2 separate regions of the Oryctolagus cuniculus genome follow, and region 2 is linked to region 1. Evidence: chromatin contacts called from public Micro-C data. All regions are on one chromosome and are shown on one strand. Each heading gives the region's core, a stretch centred on a gene start, on an enhancer-like site or on the middle of the called end of the contact. The rest is flanking DNA. Distances are from core to core; before and after follow the strand shown.

The links. A called contact is a pair of places that touch in the nucleus more often than the background predicts.
Region 2: a Micro-C map of ear pinna shows a contact between it and region 1, with 3 times the contacts expected there. The contact joins the enhancer-like site here to the promoter of LOC127483147 in region 1. A contact is called at or near these places in 5 of 6 Hi-C or Micro-C datasets (ear pinna, embryonic fibroblasts, liver and 2 more).

The regions. Positions count from the first base shown.
Region 1 is chr8:24,515,143-24,517,842 of mOryCun1.1, reverse strand. It overlaps LOC127483147, which reads left to right and starts at 1,347. Exons shown (of 2, transcript XM_051819479.2): 1 at 1,347-2,079. The coding sequence starts at 1,473. LOC127483150 (a long non-coding RNA gene) reads right to left here and starts at 2,090. Exons shown (of 4, transcript XR_007909101.2): 1 at 1,995-2,090; 2 at 550-620.
Region 2 is chr8:25,061,120-25,063,819 of mOryCun1.1, reverse strand. All of the region lies in intron 2 of MAML3 (mastermind like transcriptional coactivator 3), which reads right to left. Among named protein-coding and RNA genes, the nearest start is that of MGST2, 46 kb to the left of the region's middle. Within about 2 kb of position 1,264, at least 5 of the 8 cell types and tissues checked have an H3K27ac peak or open chromatin away from gene starts, as enhancers often do. A contact at or near this core is called in ear pinna, where this site is marked.

The DNA.
Region 1 (2,700 bases), core at 98-2,597:
TAGCTTGGGGTGAGCACTTGGTGCAGCGGTTAAGACACCTGGTGGGACACCCGCATTCCATATCAGAGTGCCCGGGGTTCAGGTGCTGCTTCTGCTTCTGATTTCAGCAGCCTGAGAATTCACACCCTGGGAGGCAGTAGATGATGGTTCAAGTAACTGGTTCTCTGCCATCCATGTGGGAGACCCGGATTGAGTTCTGGGCTCCTGGCCCAGTCCTGACTGTTACAGGACGTTTGGGAAGTGAACCATTGGAGGGCAGGTCTCTCTCTGTATTCTGCCGCTGCCTGTCTGCCTTTCAAATAAAAATAAACAAATTGATAAAAATTTTAAAAAAATATGGTTAGTATGACTGAAGAATTAAGCTAAAATTTTCATTTAATGTTTGTTTACTTAAATTGTCACTGTGGCTAGTGGCAACTGTATTGAGTCCCACAGCTCTAGAAATTAACTGTGTGGGGGGCCAGGGCGGGGGAGGGGTCAGTGGTGTGCTTAGAAAAATCTAAGACCTAGGTTGGAGGGAAGAGAAGGAAAAGGAAGAAAAATCCGTACCTATTTGAACCTTTCTGGAAGAATCCTTCTGAGCTGTCACCACAGTCTCTGCGGCAGGCCCGCAGTCAGTCCTGGAGAGAAGAACCTCATCATTTATTTTCATTAATCATTAGGGAGCAAAACTGCCATGCCCACGTCCATGCCGGGCACTCTCCTGCATTCGTGCCTACTGATTGATAGCATTTCCAGTCATCTCGCGCCAGGCAACGACGAGGGGGAGAGGTTATGAAATTGCCTCCTCACTTAGCAGCCCAAGCCAATAATGTGTCATTGTGTGGGGCTGTCACTTTTACACATCCAGGGTGCCCAGTAACAGGTAAGACACCCGCCCTTCTAAAGCAACAGAAATCAGCAGTTGTGCAAGTGGAGCGGGCTCACGCTGAGGTCGCAGAACCCTCAGGCCCCGTCCACTTGTCTGATGGGAGGTCTTCAAAATGTTCCCTGAGCTGGCCAAAACCCGGGATACTTTGTGGGGACTCCAAACTCGGGTTGTCGTGGGCGGCCTCCTGGGACAGGGGCCCCCAAGTCCCAGTCACCCAGCCCCTTCCTCTGTTTTCATTTTCCTGTTAGGTTCTAATAAGGAAGCCTGGAAGAAGAAATCTTGGAAAGTATAAGGAACCAGACATTAGTTAAGTCTTTCTCCATGCAGGGGGTGGGGGGAAGTTTGTTAATTAACCCACATTCCACTTCTGCAAAGTTCTCTCTCTCTCTCTCTCTCTCTCTCTCTCTCTCTCTCTCTCTCTCTCTCTCTCTCTGCCTCCTGATCTAGCCAGCCGGGGCGCATTTCTTAGCAAGATACTGAAGAGTGTGGCGCCAAGAGCCGGTGCCTTTTGCATCCTGAAGTCTTTTGTTTTCCCCTGCGGCCGCCGGCTCCACAGAGACGGTCCAGTCAGATAAAACGAGGCCGCAGCGTGCCGTTCAAGATGTCAGCTAGCCGCACTTCTGGAAACCCAATGTCCCGCAGGTACCGGGTAGCCCCAGAGGTCAGGCGGCGGCGCCCAGACCGGGTTCTCGGACTAGGAACGGGGGCGGGGAGCCTGGGAGCGCAGCCGCGCGTCCTCACCCCGGCCCGCTCCTCCCCTTCCCCGGCTGCCACTACTTTCTATCTCCATTGTTCCCCTCGGCGCGGCAGCCAGGCCGAGCACGCGCTCCGCAGCCAGCAACTTCCTCTGAAGCGGCGGCGCCTAATTACAAGCAGCTGCTGGGCTGCCGGCTGGCCAGCCCCGCGCGCGCGAGCGAGCGAGCGAGCGAGCGAGCACGCAGCCCGCGCCGCCGCCTGCCAGGGAGGCTGCGGCCTGCGCGTGGCGGCCGTCCCTGTGCCCAGGACGTGCCCACCCGCCCTGTCAGAGTGGGGAGCGGCCCTTCTGTCTGTCTGTCTGGCTGTGGCTCCCGGGGCCCATGTCCGAGTTGTTTCCATTGTTAAAGGGGAAGCCGCCTGCCCTCACCTGCAGCTTCCCTCCCCTGGCGGGCCTGTTGTCTGCGTTGTGCCACCGCAAGGGACTGATGCCTGGCAGGCCGGAGCGGCTTCTGGTGAGCGGAGGCACTTCGGGAGCTGTACACAGCGCTCAGCTAGCATGGGGCTGAAAGACGATCAGTGTTGCCTAAGAGCTAAGCACGCACCAGGGGGAAGACCCCAACAAACCCAGCTTGACAGGAGCGCTGGGCAAGAGCGCTGAGGACTTGCCCGGGTCGCTCCTCAGAGCTCTGAGTTCATTTTGCAACAGCGGTGATCTTTCAGGCTTGGCTACAAAGATGACTGGGATCCAAAATTAGGCTTTGAATGTGTAACACAAGGCTCCCGGCCACACCCACCACCGCCTCTCTCTGCCCCGTGCTGCGGCTTCAGAACCTGGCCCCGGGCCAGATCTGGCCCTTCTGGCTTCCGAGGGAGTGGCTGGTTGCAGGCGGGGCTCTAGCGTGGGTGAGGGCATGTGGCGCAATACAGGAGGCACAGGGGAGACGGACATGCTTGGGAATGACACAGCGCCCTCAGAGCGTCCACCCCAGCAGTCCACAGCTGGTGAAGACCATTGCAAGATCCAGGGCACCTGGGGCTGCCTGCATGGCGGCTGCCCGCCTGTGCCTTCCAGCCTAGGGCTCATGGCCGTTCAACAGCGGGAGAGCTGTTCACTCTCCAAACGCCTGCAACTG
Region 2 (2,700 bases), core at 15-2,514, 550 kb before region 1:
TTTGTACTGCTTTTGCCTTCAGGCTTCCCTCTGGAAACCTGGGGAACCACGGGCAGGAGGGCCTATGTGCATTGTTAAAGGGCCGCCCTGCAATGGAACCAGCTCCCACAGGAGCCAGTGAGGACACACTCCTTGCCCTGCGTGCCACGGGAGCCAGTGAGGAAGTGCCCTGTGCCTTGAGTCCCATGGGAGCCAGTGAGGATGCCCCCTGTGCCATGCGTCCCACGGAGCCAGTAAGGACGCGCCCGGGCCCTGTCTCCCACGGGAGCCAGTGAGGACGCGCCCCCTGCCCTGCCGTGGGAGCCAGGCTGCCGCACCAACCGCATCACCCAAGGCAGCTTCTCTGAGCCTCCAAGAGGCCTTCCAGAGGGAGAAGGCTGTCGCTTGTCAGCCTTTGGAGCCCTGGCTCCTGTGTGTGGGGAGGCCACACACTGGGTTGTGCAATTAGAAAGAACCAGGCTGTGCCTTCGTCACGCGAAACGCGATGCCTTGAAGCCGAATGATGCAGTATTTTTAGTTTTAATTACTGGCCCGTTCTCCACTCCCTACCCAGCGACCTCCCTGGCGTGCTCCCAGGTATCTCAACCCAGCCTCTTCCCGTCCAACCCAGGGGGCGACGCGGATCTTCCTTTCTCTGCAGACCCTGTCACGTTTCAGCAAAATAAAGGGAGGCACAAGAAATCAGAGCCAGGGAAAGCTCTTAGCCATTTTCCAAGGGCTAAAGTGAGGTGGGAGATGTAAAATAATAATAATAATAATAATAATAACCTACCACTCTTACCTCCCTAAAAGAGGAGGTTTCCAACTTAAAAAAAAAAAAAAACAAACAAAAAACAAAAAACAAACAAACAAAAAAACCAGCCGCGGTAAAAATATCTCCCAAGAACAGCCAGCTGTTTATTTATAAATCTGTGCGCGGGCAAGCTTTCTTTCTCTCAAGTGTCTTCAAGAACATGCGTCGTGGTTGGGTGAGAGGGATGGGGGGCTGCTGGCGGCGAACCAGAGGCTGCCGGCTCCGGGGAGGGTGGATCACAAAAGACTTGCGGGGCGAGAGTGAGCTGGGGGCGCCGGCCGGCGGGGAGCACGCCCCCGGGGCTGCAGCCTTTTGCAGGCGGCTCAGGGTCGGGGGAGGCTGGCGAGCCGCAGCTGCTGAGCCGCCGCGCCGCCAGCAGATGGCGCTGTGAGCTCGGCCTGGGCCGCGGCGCACCGCCCCTCCCCGCGCAGATGGCTCAATCAGGCGGGCGCGCGGCCGCGGCGCTGGCGGGGCCGGGCAGTCAAGTGTTACTGCGTACAGCAGGTAGCCTGGCAACTGCGAGCATAATACCGAGCAGATGGTGCTCGCGCGGCGTGATGGACACCGCGCACGACAGCCCGAGACAATCCAGGAATTCCCTGGTGACTCGAGGCCCTCTTCACACAAAATGAGTTCTCTCTCCACCCACCGCCGCCCGGCTCGGGGTGCGCTCCCCTCTCCTCCTCCTCCTCCTCCAACCCCCACGCGACCCACACGGACCTGGTGACTCACGGCCGACTTTTCTTTGCCTCCCGAGGCGAGGGCCGGGGTGGGGGAGGTGAGGGGGGCGGTGGTGGCTTTGCGCCAGCCCCGGCACGCACCGCCCGAGCCGGGAGGGCCTGCGAGATGCCTGCGGGAGATGGAGGAGTTTGCGTACAAAGTCCCCCGGGGCGCGATTTTGGAGCCCTGTGAGCTTACAAGTCCTCGGCGGACTCGGAGGAAGCAGTCGGGAGCAGGCGTCCCTAACAAAGAAGGCGGCGCTGCGACGCCGGGCGCGGGCCCCGAGGCCGTGGGAGCCCAGATCGGAATCCTGCGCTTTCGCACCCACCCGCGCACCCACACGCACGCACACACCCCGCGGCGGGCCAGGCCATTCACGCACAGGAAACAGCATCCGTCTGCAGCCCAAACGGAATGTTGCCCAGGACCTATAGGCTTTTTCCCCCGCGAACGTGCTAACTGCTCCGTTTCCGGTTTCAGAAGGCAGACCAGTACCAAGGGTGACCGCTTGCCGGGCACGAGTCCACCCGCGGGACGAGGCGGACGCCCGCCAGCGCTGAGGCTGCGTGGCGGCTGGCTGGGCCCTTCGGCCGAGCCCCGGGCCTCCTCCTCCTTGGCAGTGAATGGGGTGGTGCAGTGGGGTGGTTCAGGAAGGAAGCTCACAGCCTGTATGGACAATTTGGGAACGCCGCTGGGCTGAAGTCCGGCAGCTGTAGCATCACCTGGGCGCTTGTTGGAAATGCAAGTTCCCAGGCCTACCGAATCCCCACTGCTGGGGGAGTTTTAGCAGGCCCTCCGGGTGAAAACCCTCAGAGCAAAGCATCCTGCTGGGCCCTGTGCCCTCCTGGTGCGCAGCTGCTTGGATTTCTCTTGTAAATTCTGCATTTGGAACAAAATCCGCATAGACGTTGGAGGATTGCTCCGGCCGGTGACGTCGGAGCGGAGCCCACGGCCAGGATGCTCGTAGGAAGGCCAAGACTCCAGTTCCTCTCTGCAGTGGAGGCTGGGGGAGGCATGCGCAGGCAGGGGCCGCCGAGTCCAGTGTAACCGCCTTGCTAAGGGAGCATCAGACATCGCTAGGCTTTCCCTGGCGTGGTATTAGGGGAGTACCACGGAAAACCATGATTCCGATTAAAATACCCCGAGTCACTGAGAGCCCAAGTAACTTGCCTCGTGTCCCCTAGCTA